Linked DNA regions of Macaca mulatta: region 2 is linked to region 1. Evidence: chromatin contacts called from public Hi-C data. All regions are on one chromosome and are shown on one strand. Each heading gives the region's core, a stretch centred on a gene start, on an enhancer-like site or on the middle of the called end of the contact. The rest is flanking DNA. Distances are from core to core; before and after follow the strand shown. Region 1 holds the start of CCN1 (cellular communication network factor 1). Region 2 holds the start of DDAH1 (dimethylarginine dimethylaminohydrolase 1).

Region 1 (4,563 bases), core at 105-2,604:
ATATGAGTCTCACATCATTTTTATTAAAATTATGCAAAAAGTTTTTGAAACTTGCAGGGAAAGTTTATCAATCACACTAACGGTATTGGTGATGTTCAAGTAAATTGTCTTGTGGTGGGGTCTTCTACTGAGTGTATTGCAGGTAGAACAGGATCTTAAAATCTGCTGACATTTTTACTACAAAATATTACATCCTAAATCTCTTTTCTGTACTTGGAGAGAAAGGCATTGCAATTCATTTAAAATGGGAGGCTTCCAGTGGTCCCTAGGAAAGGAGTGAAAAACCCCACAAAACGTCCAGCTTGAAGGAATCTGCTTTTCCCAGAGATTCATAGGGCATAATGGTACTGGAATCTGGTTTGGCCTTGCGGTCTTTGCAGGTGATGATTTCAGGCCAAAGCACTCCACGGTGGTCCCCTGCACTTCTGGCTGGCTGCTTGGTTAGCATAGCCTCTTGCCCGCGGAAGCAGGCGGGCAGGGCTTACCCAGTCTCCTGCATCCGTGAGGAAGTATAAGTCAGCCTCCCGGAGAACTCCCCGCGTTCGTTTCCTCTCGGACTTCCAACCCAGGCAGTGGGCTGGAACTAAAGTGGGAACCTCCAAAAACAAACAAGTACAACATATCCAAAAAAGGGGAGGGCTGGAGGAGTGGGGGAGACCTCTGCCTGGGAATTTGCCAAACGATGGGGAAGTTCCGCCCCCCCGCACCCCCCTCGCCTTTTCATTCATAAATGCCACTCTGGGTATTAATTTGCAATTCACTGAATTTTGCTAATAAACATCATGCCAAAGCTTTGGGACTTGTTCTGAACACGCCTCTTTGAAGTCCACAAATATTACTGGCTCAGAGACACACTCCTCTTCCACGTTCTACTCTTTCAACAGATAACTTGCCTCTCACCTTCGCTGTAAACAAGCAAACAGCTCACTGCCTTCCTGGGTGAGGGTTTCCGTGCCCGGTCAACTCGAATCACCAAACAAAACGACTTTTGTTCCTCCCTCTCAGGTCCTCCCACCCACCCAGTCCAGGCAAAGTTCTGAACTGGCCCCCCTCTCCCCTCGCGACCCTCCAACCACCATCACCACCATCACGCCCCAAAGAACGCTTCCTAACAGAAGTAATTTAAGGTGGAAAAAACGAACTGTTTTCTTGACGGGACACACACACACACACACACACACACACACACAAAGGTGCAATGGAGCCAGGGGAGGCGCTTGGCAGCAGCCCGCGCCAACCAGCATTCCTGAGATGTTTGAGAATTCTGGAACGCGCAGACAGAGCCGACGTCACTGCAACACGCGGCGCCTCCGCCGGCCCATATATAAAAGGCGGGCTCCGGGGCGCCTGGGCAGACCGCGAGAGAGAGCGCCCCTGAGCAGCGTCCGCGCCCTCCGCGTCTTCTCCGCCGGGACCTCGAGCGAAAGACACCCGCCCGCCGCCCAGCCCTCGCCTCCTTACCCACCGGGTCCACCGCGCCGCCACCCCGACCCCGCTGCGCACGGCCTGGCCGCTGCGCACCAGCTTGTTGGCGTCTTCGTTGCCGCGCTCGCCCCGGGCTACTCCTGCGCGCCACAATGAGCTCCCGCATCGCCAGGGCGCTCGCCTTCGCCGTCACCCTTCTCCACCTGACCAGACTGGTGAGTTGGACTCTCCTTTTGCCACCGATTCCCCGTCCGCTGTCAGTCCCTTTCCCTGGTCCCAGATTGCCCACAGCAGGAAAACATAAAATAAAAAGTTCGCGGCCGTTTGCGGTAGCCGTTTCTTTAAGCACTCTCTTCCTCCCCCCAAAGACTTGTCGGGACCTCTTGGTGGGAGCAGCCTCCCTCGGTGGCCCGGCTGGACGAAGTCAGAGGCTCCCTGTCGATAGGGTCGGAGACCCCAGTCCTTTCCTACAGCAGCCGCGGCGCCCCTCTTGCGCACCGCGCCGAGTTTCACGCGTTTCTTCTCCCCCTTCCAGGCTCTCTCCACCTGCCCCGCCGCCTGCCACTGCCCCCTGGAGGCGCCCAAGTGCGCGCCGGGAGTTGGGCTGGTCCGGGACGGCTGTGGCTGCTGTAAGGTCTGCGCCAAGCAGCTCAACGAGGACTGCAGCAAAACGCAGCCCTGCGACCACACCAAGGGGCTGGAATGCAACTTCGGCGCCAGCTCCACCGCTCTGAAGGGGATCTGCAGAGGTAAGATGCTTGTGGTTTGGCCCCTTTAAAAAAAAATACTAGTCCCCATAGTCCAGAAGTTTAGTAATTTTGAGACCATGTATGGTGATGCTTTGTTGTTGGTAGCTTGGCAGAAAGGCACATGATTTCAGCAGTCTGGAATGCAATTCAGTGTGTCTGGGCCCAACGAAAGCGCATACGGAAAAGTGATTCCTGACTAACTTATTGTTCTGGTCTAGAGTCTCCGGGGAATTGTAGGGAACTTTACCATAAATTGAATTTAACAGCAGAAAATATGTATGAGTTTCAGGCGGTGGTTTGGAATCTTAACTTTATCCCCTTCTACCTTTCTCTTTTGGTGATCTTTGCAGCTCAGTCAGAGGGCAGACCCTGTGAATATAACTCCAGAATCTACCAAAACGGGGAAAGTTTCCAGCCCAACTGTAAACATCAGTGCACATGTATTGATGGCGCCGTGGGCTGCATTCCTCTGTGTCCCCAAGAACTGTCTCTCCCCAACTTGGGCTGTCCCAACCCCCGGCTGGTCAAAGTTACCGGACAGTGCTGCGAGGAGTGGGTCTGTGACGAGGATAGTGTCAAGGACCCCATGGACGACCAGGACGGCCTCCTTGGCAAGGAGCTGGGATTCGATGCCTCCGAGGTGGAGTTGACGAGAAACAATGAATTGATTGCAGTTGGAAAAGGCAGCTCACTGAAGCGGCTCCCTGGTAAGTGGAGACTGAGCCCTTCAGACACTGTACTGAGATGCATTTTTGGTCTGAAGCTTTGTAGAAATGAGTACTTGAGCCTGTTTGTGTGGCTATGCCTCTGAGAAGTCTTCCCTCTTATTTCTCTCTCCAGTTTTTGGAATGGAGCCTCGCATCCTATACAACCCTTTACATGGCCAGAAATGTATTGTTCAAACAACTTCATGGTCCCAGTGCTCAAAGACCTGTGGAACTGGTATCTCCACACGAGTTACCAATGACAACCCCGAGTGCCGCCTTGTGAAAGAAACTCGGATTTGTGAGGTGCGGCCTTGTGGACAGCCAGTGTACAGCAGCCTGAAAGTAAGTTCCTTCAGGGATGTGTAGACTGTTGCCTGGCAGGGGGGTGGGATGTGAATCTCTTTTTGAAGAAAGAGAAATATCACCCCTAACTTTTCTTCTCTCCTGTCTCTTACAGAAGGGCAAGAAATGCAGCAAGACCAAGAAATCCCCCGAACCAGTTAGGTTTACTTACGCTGGATGTTCGAGTGTGAAGAAATACCGGCCGAAGTACTGCGGTTCCTGCGTGGACGGCCGATGCTGCACGCCCCAGCTGACCAGGACTGTGAAGATGCGGTTCCGCTGCGAAGATGGGGAGACATTTTCCAAGAACGTCATGATGATCCAGTCCTGCAAATGCAACTACAACTGCCCGCATGCCAATGAAGCAGCATTTCCCTTCTACAGGCTGTTCAATGACATTCACAAATTTAGGGACTAAATGCTACCTGGGTTTCCAGGGCACACCTAGACAAACAAGGGAGAAGAGTGTCAGAATCAGAATCATGGAGAAAATGGGTGGGGGCGGTGTGGGTGATGGGACTCATTGTAGAAGGGATTCCTTGCTCATTCTTGAGGAGCATTAAGGTATTTCGAAACTGCCAAGGGTGCTGGTGCAGATGGACACTAATGCAGCCACGATTGGAGAATACTTTGCTTCATAGTATTGGAGCACATGTTACTGCTTCATTTTGGAGCTTGTGGTGTTGATGACTTTCTGTTTTCTGTTTGTAAATTATTTGCTAAGCATATTTTCTCTAGGCTTTTTTCCTTTTGGGGTTCTACAGTCGTAAAAGAGATAATAAGATTAGTTGGACAGTTTAAAGCTTTTATTCGTCCTTTGACAAAAGTAAATGGGAGGGCATTCCATTCCTTCCTGAAGGGGGACACTCCATGAGTGTCTGTGAGAGGCAGCTATCTGCACTCTAAACTGCAAACAGAAATCAGGTGTTTTAAGACTGAATGTTTTTATTTATCAAAATGTAGCTTTTGGGAGGGAGGGGAAATGTAATACTGGAATAATTTGTAAATGAGTTTAATTTTATATTCAGTGAAAAGATTTTATTTATGAAATTAACCATTTAATAAAGAAATATTTACCTAATATCTGAGTGTATGCCATTCAGTATTTTTAGAGGTGCTCCAAAGTCACTGGGAACAACCTAGCTCAAGTACTCAATTATTCAAACAGGACTTATAGGGATACAGCAGTGAATTAAGCTATTAAAATAAGATAATGATTGCTTTTATATCTTCAGTAAAGTCTTTGCATATAATGTTTAAAAAACATGTATTGAACATGACCTTGTATGAAGCACAAGAAAGATTCTGAAGCTAAATTTGTAATTTAAGAAAACAGCGCT
Region 2 (4,708 bases), core at 578-3,077, 110 kb before region 1:
ATCTTGAAAGGGTTTTCAAATCGATTTTCTTCTTTTAAGTTCAAACCATAGCTCTGCCATTTGGCCTAGAACACATTAGAAAGTATTCAAATGGGATCACATTCCTTATCAGTTTAAAAGAGTGGCACATCTCACAGACTCAAAGATGGAGAGGTGTGGCAAACAGATCAAAGGGCTAAGAGAGATATGTTACTCTTTTGGTTTTCTGCTAATGGAGGGTGGAATAAAAGCTGATTATCTTACTAAGAAATTAGTAGAATATGTCTATTTTCTCAGGCCATGTAGGATTCCATCAACCAAGTAGTGAAGCAGGTGAGGAATAAGCATATTTTATCATAAGCTCTATGAAGCATTTCCAACGTGAAGTGAATACAGACAAAATAGAAAAAAAATTCTTAAATCTCCAGAAATGAAAGAAACCACTAGCTTCTTGCAATGCCACTGGATGCCAACAGCAACGGAGTCTTGAGCCTGGGCTCTTAACTGGCAATGAGAAGAATCCCAGACCAGATGGCATTTTAAAATCCAATCGCACTCTATTTGTCTCTCCCCACTAACCTACATTGCACTTAAAGCAATCAGCCATTTCACAAGCTGCAGTATTTCAAAGTAGTTACAACCCTTGAGAACAGGAAAGCTCTCTTAATTGCTGTGAGTTTAAAAATATAGACAATAAAAATTACGGAATTTGTGAAACAACCATGTCTTAATTAAACACACACCCAACACCGCACAGAGTAGAGCTTTTCAAACCTAGTCCATTCATGCACACATTTAGCACAGCTCACAAACACACTTTCCTTCCATTCATTCACTTACTAGTCCCGTTCTTTGGGACTCACTCGCCACCACTGAAAATGAACTTGAGAAGCCCCAGGTCTGTGGGCACCGACACCCCGTTAATTAATACAGCTTGTCCTGCTCCAAGCTCCAGGCAGGACTTGGGGGCTTCGGTGTCACGACTGGCGCTGCCCCCTGGAGGGACGCCCAGCCTCCACCTGCCCTCCCGGAGCGGCACCCCTCGTGGCCCCTGCTCCCTATGAAACACTCAAAGTTGCACTGTCGTCGCTGCCGTTTAATTTTCAGAAATAAAAATGCCGGTGAGACGGACTCCCCCGCCCACCCACCTGCCCGAGACCGTACAACCACACTGAATCGGATCCTCCAGAAGGCTGCCGGCAGCCTGGAGGTGTGAACAATGAACTTCTCTCTGACTCTGACACACACACACACACACACTCGCCCCACGACGGGAAGTTGTGAACCAGCCCAGGTGCCAATGGCGCTACTCCCCAGGCAACGCGGCTGCCGACGGGAGGGGAGGGCCCAGCGCGCGCCCCTGCCGCGCCCCTCGAGTCGCCGAGCGGGCAGTTACCTCCTTCCTCCGGCTCGGCGCCCCAGGTCGGGTGATGAGGGCAGTCTCCTCGCACACCACGGCCACGTCCTCCACGAACACGCAGTCCGGAAGGCTCTCGTCGGCCGGCAGCTCCACCACCTGCAGCCCCAGCTTGCTGCCCAGCACGCCCACGTAGAGCTGGTGCTGCCGTTCCGCGCGGGCGACGTCCACCTCCTCGCCCTTGGCGCTTCTCAGCGCGTGCTGGCCGAGCGACTCCGGCAGCGCCCGCACCACGGCGTGGGTGGCTCGGCCGAAGGCTGCGGGGTGGCCGAGCCCGGCCATGGCTTCCGGAGGCTTAGGGGCGGCGGTGGCGGCGGAGGCGGCCGGGTCCTGCCGCGGGCAGTGCGCTACAAGCCTGCGAGCGCCCGGCGGCTCCTCTTGGCAGCCGCTGAATGTGGTGCAGAAGGAGCCCAGCTCGCGCCCGGAGCCCTGCCCGCGCGACTGAGCATGCCCAGAGCTCCGGGCGCCGGCCCGCGCGCAGCCCGCGCGCCCACTCCGGCGCTGGCGGGTCTCGCGCCAGCCTAGGCAGGAGTTGTGGCGGCGAGCGCCGCGCGAGGAGTGGGGCCAGGAGAGGCGGCCGGGGAAGCAGCAAGGGCAAGAAGTATGTTCAGGCGGGGGACCTCGGCGAAAAGCCACCCCTACCCAGACCTGGCGGTACCTGTGTTCTGTCGCAGGTGCACACCTCCCATCGTCCCCAGCGCGGAATTGGAGAGCCAGCCTCGGTCTGGACAGAGCGGCTGGAGGGCTTCTTGGTTTTTGCGTGAACAGTTTAAACCTTGCTTACTTACAAAGTCTAGTCCACTTTTGAAGAGCTATAATGGCTTACAGATTCTTCATTTTAAGCTTAAATCGCACGGGTCCCAGTTCTGTTTTCTGGCCTTACCTAAAGTACAAGTTTTTTTGTTGTTTTTTGTGTGTTTGCGTGTGTGTGTGTTTTCACAAAACAGCATTTGCATATCTGAAAACAGTTCTAATTATCTATGCTGCCTAACACCATCCTCTACCCCCAACCCTAACCCCCTCCAGTCCTGGAGCCCAAACCACTGAAAAGTAACTAGTGATTTGGTTTCCAAGTCCTTTCAACATTCTGGTCAGCTTCCTTTTGATACACACCAATTTGCTTGTATCCTTTTAAAATCATAGCATCCGGAAAAGAAACAATTCTTCCTGTGTGGTCTGACCAGCACAGACTACAGCAGCACCCTTGTTCCAGATGCTGGGCCTCTATGAACACTGCCTAAGCCTGTATTCACTTTTGGTGGTCTAGGGCCAAGGCCCAGGCTCCAGCCTTCTTGCCAGAACTCTGATCCCAGCTTTTAGGAAACTGGATTTCTAGGAGCAGGTCTGTCTGAGCATCCTAGAATGGTTGCCCCAGTTGAGCCCGGAGATGTGATCTGCCTTCTCTCCCCTCCCACAAGGGTGGTGTGAATTTATAAATGAGCTTCAAAATTCTCAGCTTCACATTTTAGTTTTTTTGTCTGTTTGTTTTTTGTTGTTGTTTTGTTTTGACGGAATTTCACTCTTGTTGCCCAGGCTGGAGTGCAGTGGTGTCATCTCGGCTCACTTCAACCTCCGCTTCCCCAGTTCAAGCAATTCTCGTGCCTCAGCCTCCTGAGTAGCTGGGACTACAGGTGCGCGCCACTACTCCCGGCTAATTTGTATTTTTAGCAGAGACAGCGTTTCACCATATTGGCGAGGCTGGTCTCGAACTCCTGACCTCAGGTGATCCACCCGCCTTGGCCTCCCAAAGTGCTGGGATTACAGGCATGAGCTACCACGCCCTGCCGAAATTTGAGTCTTAAGGACAGCTCTGACACTGATGTTGGGAAGTGGGACCAAAAGTAAAATAACAAACCTTTAAGATCTACTAGGTAGTACTTCTTTTTTTTTTTTTTTTTTGAGACGGAGTCTTGCTCTGTCACCCAGGCTGGAGTGCAGTGGCCGGATCTCAGCTCACTGCAAGCTCCGCCTCCCGGGTTTACGCCGTTCTCTTGCCTCAGCCTCCCGAGTAGCTGGGACTACAGGCGCCCGCCACCTCACCCGGCTAGTTTTTTTTTGTATTTTTTAGTAGAGACAGGGTTTCACCGTGTTAGCCGGGATCGTCTCTCGATCTCCTGGCCTCGTGATCCGCCCGTCTCGGCCTCCCAAAGTGCTGGGATTACAGGCTTGAGCCACCGCGCCCGGCCTAGGTAGTACTTCTAAAGCAAAATTCTTGGGGGATCCAGGCAGCCACAATAGACCCAGTTTAGCGTCAGAAATCACTTAATGGTGTCCTCAGATGGAGGATTCCCATCAAAGTTACAGGTGAAAGTTGATCTTAAGTTTACCCAGGTTAAATATAAAATTTATTTATTTTTAAATTAGTTTACTATTTATTCTTTTTTTTTTTTTTTTTTTTGAGATGGAGTTTCGCTTTTGTTTCCCAGGCTGGAGTGCAATGGCGCGATCTCAGCTCACTGCAACCTCTGCCTCCTGGGTTCAAGCGATCCTCCTGCCTCAGCCTCTCGAGTAGCTGGGATTACAGGCACGTGCAACTACACCTGCCTAATTTTGTATTTTTAGTAGAGACAGAGTTTCTCCATGTTGGTCAGGTTAGTCTCAAACTCCTGAACTCAGGTGATCCGCCCACCTCGGCCTCCCAAAGTGCTGGGATTACAGGCGTGAGCCACTGCACCCAGCTTATTTACTCTTATTATATATTGTTTATTTATTTAGCTCCCAGGTTAAATAAAGTATAGGACTTCATTCTGCCCTTTACTGCAGACTTTACCAGACATTGAGGCTCCGTATGTCTCTAACTGGCCACCATCTAGCAATCTTCATTCATGCCTGTGCCTTGTTGGACCTGAAAACTTCACTTACCACTCAGTGCCCTGAGTCTAACTATGAACAGGGCTCTGTGTACCACTCTGGGCTCATGTCAATCTAGCAGCCAATTAAAACTTGATGTTAGCCATGTCTTTCAGTACTGAAATTGGGTAGGTGTTCTTTTAAAATCTAATTTTGTAGTTATCCCTGTTAAATGTTATTTACTTCTTTCTAACTTGTCTAGTTTTGATTCTGTTATCTCGTGCATTACTTATTACTTCTAATTTGTGCCATCTGAAATTTGATAAGCGTGCCTTCTGTCTTCTCTAAGCAGTTGTCAAAAAGTGTTAGAATGTATATATTAGTAAAAAAGAATAATAAAATTACCAAATCCAGTAGATTATAGTTTACATGCTTTTACACTTCAGCAATGAAGGACTGTTTTTAGGAAAATGGACTTTATTGAGCTTAATACATTGATATGTTCACTTTTCCCATGAATAT

The links. Hi-C and Micro-C count contacts between places; a contact is called where the count stands out from the background.
Region 2: a Hi-C map of fetal cortex germinal zone shows a contact between it and region 1, with 4 times the contacts expected there. The contact joins the promoter of DDAH1 here to the promoter of CCN1 in region 1. A contact is called at or near these places in 2 of 14 Hi-C or Micro-C datasets (fetal cortex germinal zone and fibroblasts).

Annotation. Positions count from the first base shown.
Region 1 is chr1:154,986,682-154,991,244 of T2T-MMU8v2.0, reverse strand. It overlaps CCN1 (cellular communication network factor 1), which reads left to right and starts at 1,354. Exons shown (of 5, transcript XM_015144252.2): 1 at 1,354-1,640; 2 at 1,961-2,174; 3 at 2,525-2,881; 4 at 3,015-3,223; 5 at 3,339-4,304. The coding sequence starts at 1,578. The coding sequence ends at 3,641.
Region 2 is chr1:155,101,709-155,106,416 of T2T-MMU8v2.0, reverse strand. It overlaps DDAH1 (dimethylarginine dimethylaminohydrolase 1), which reads right to left and starts at 1,827. Exons shown (of 6, transcript NM_001266704.1): 1 at 1,376-1,827. The coding sequence starts at 1,678.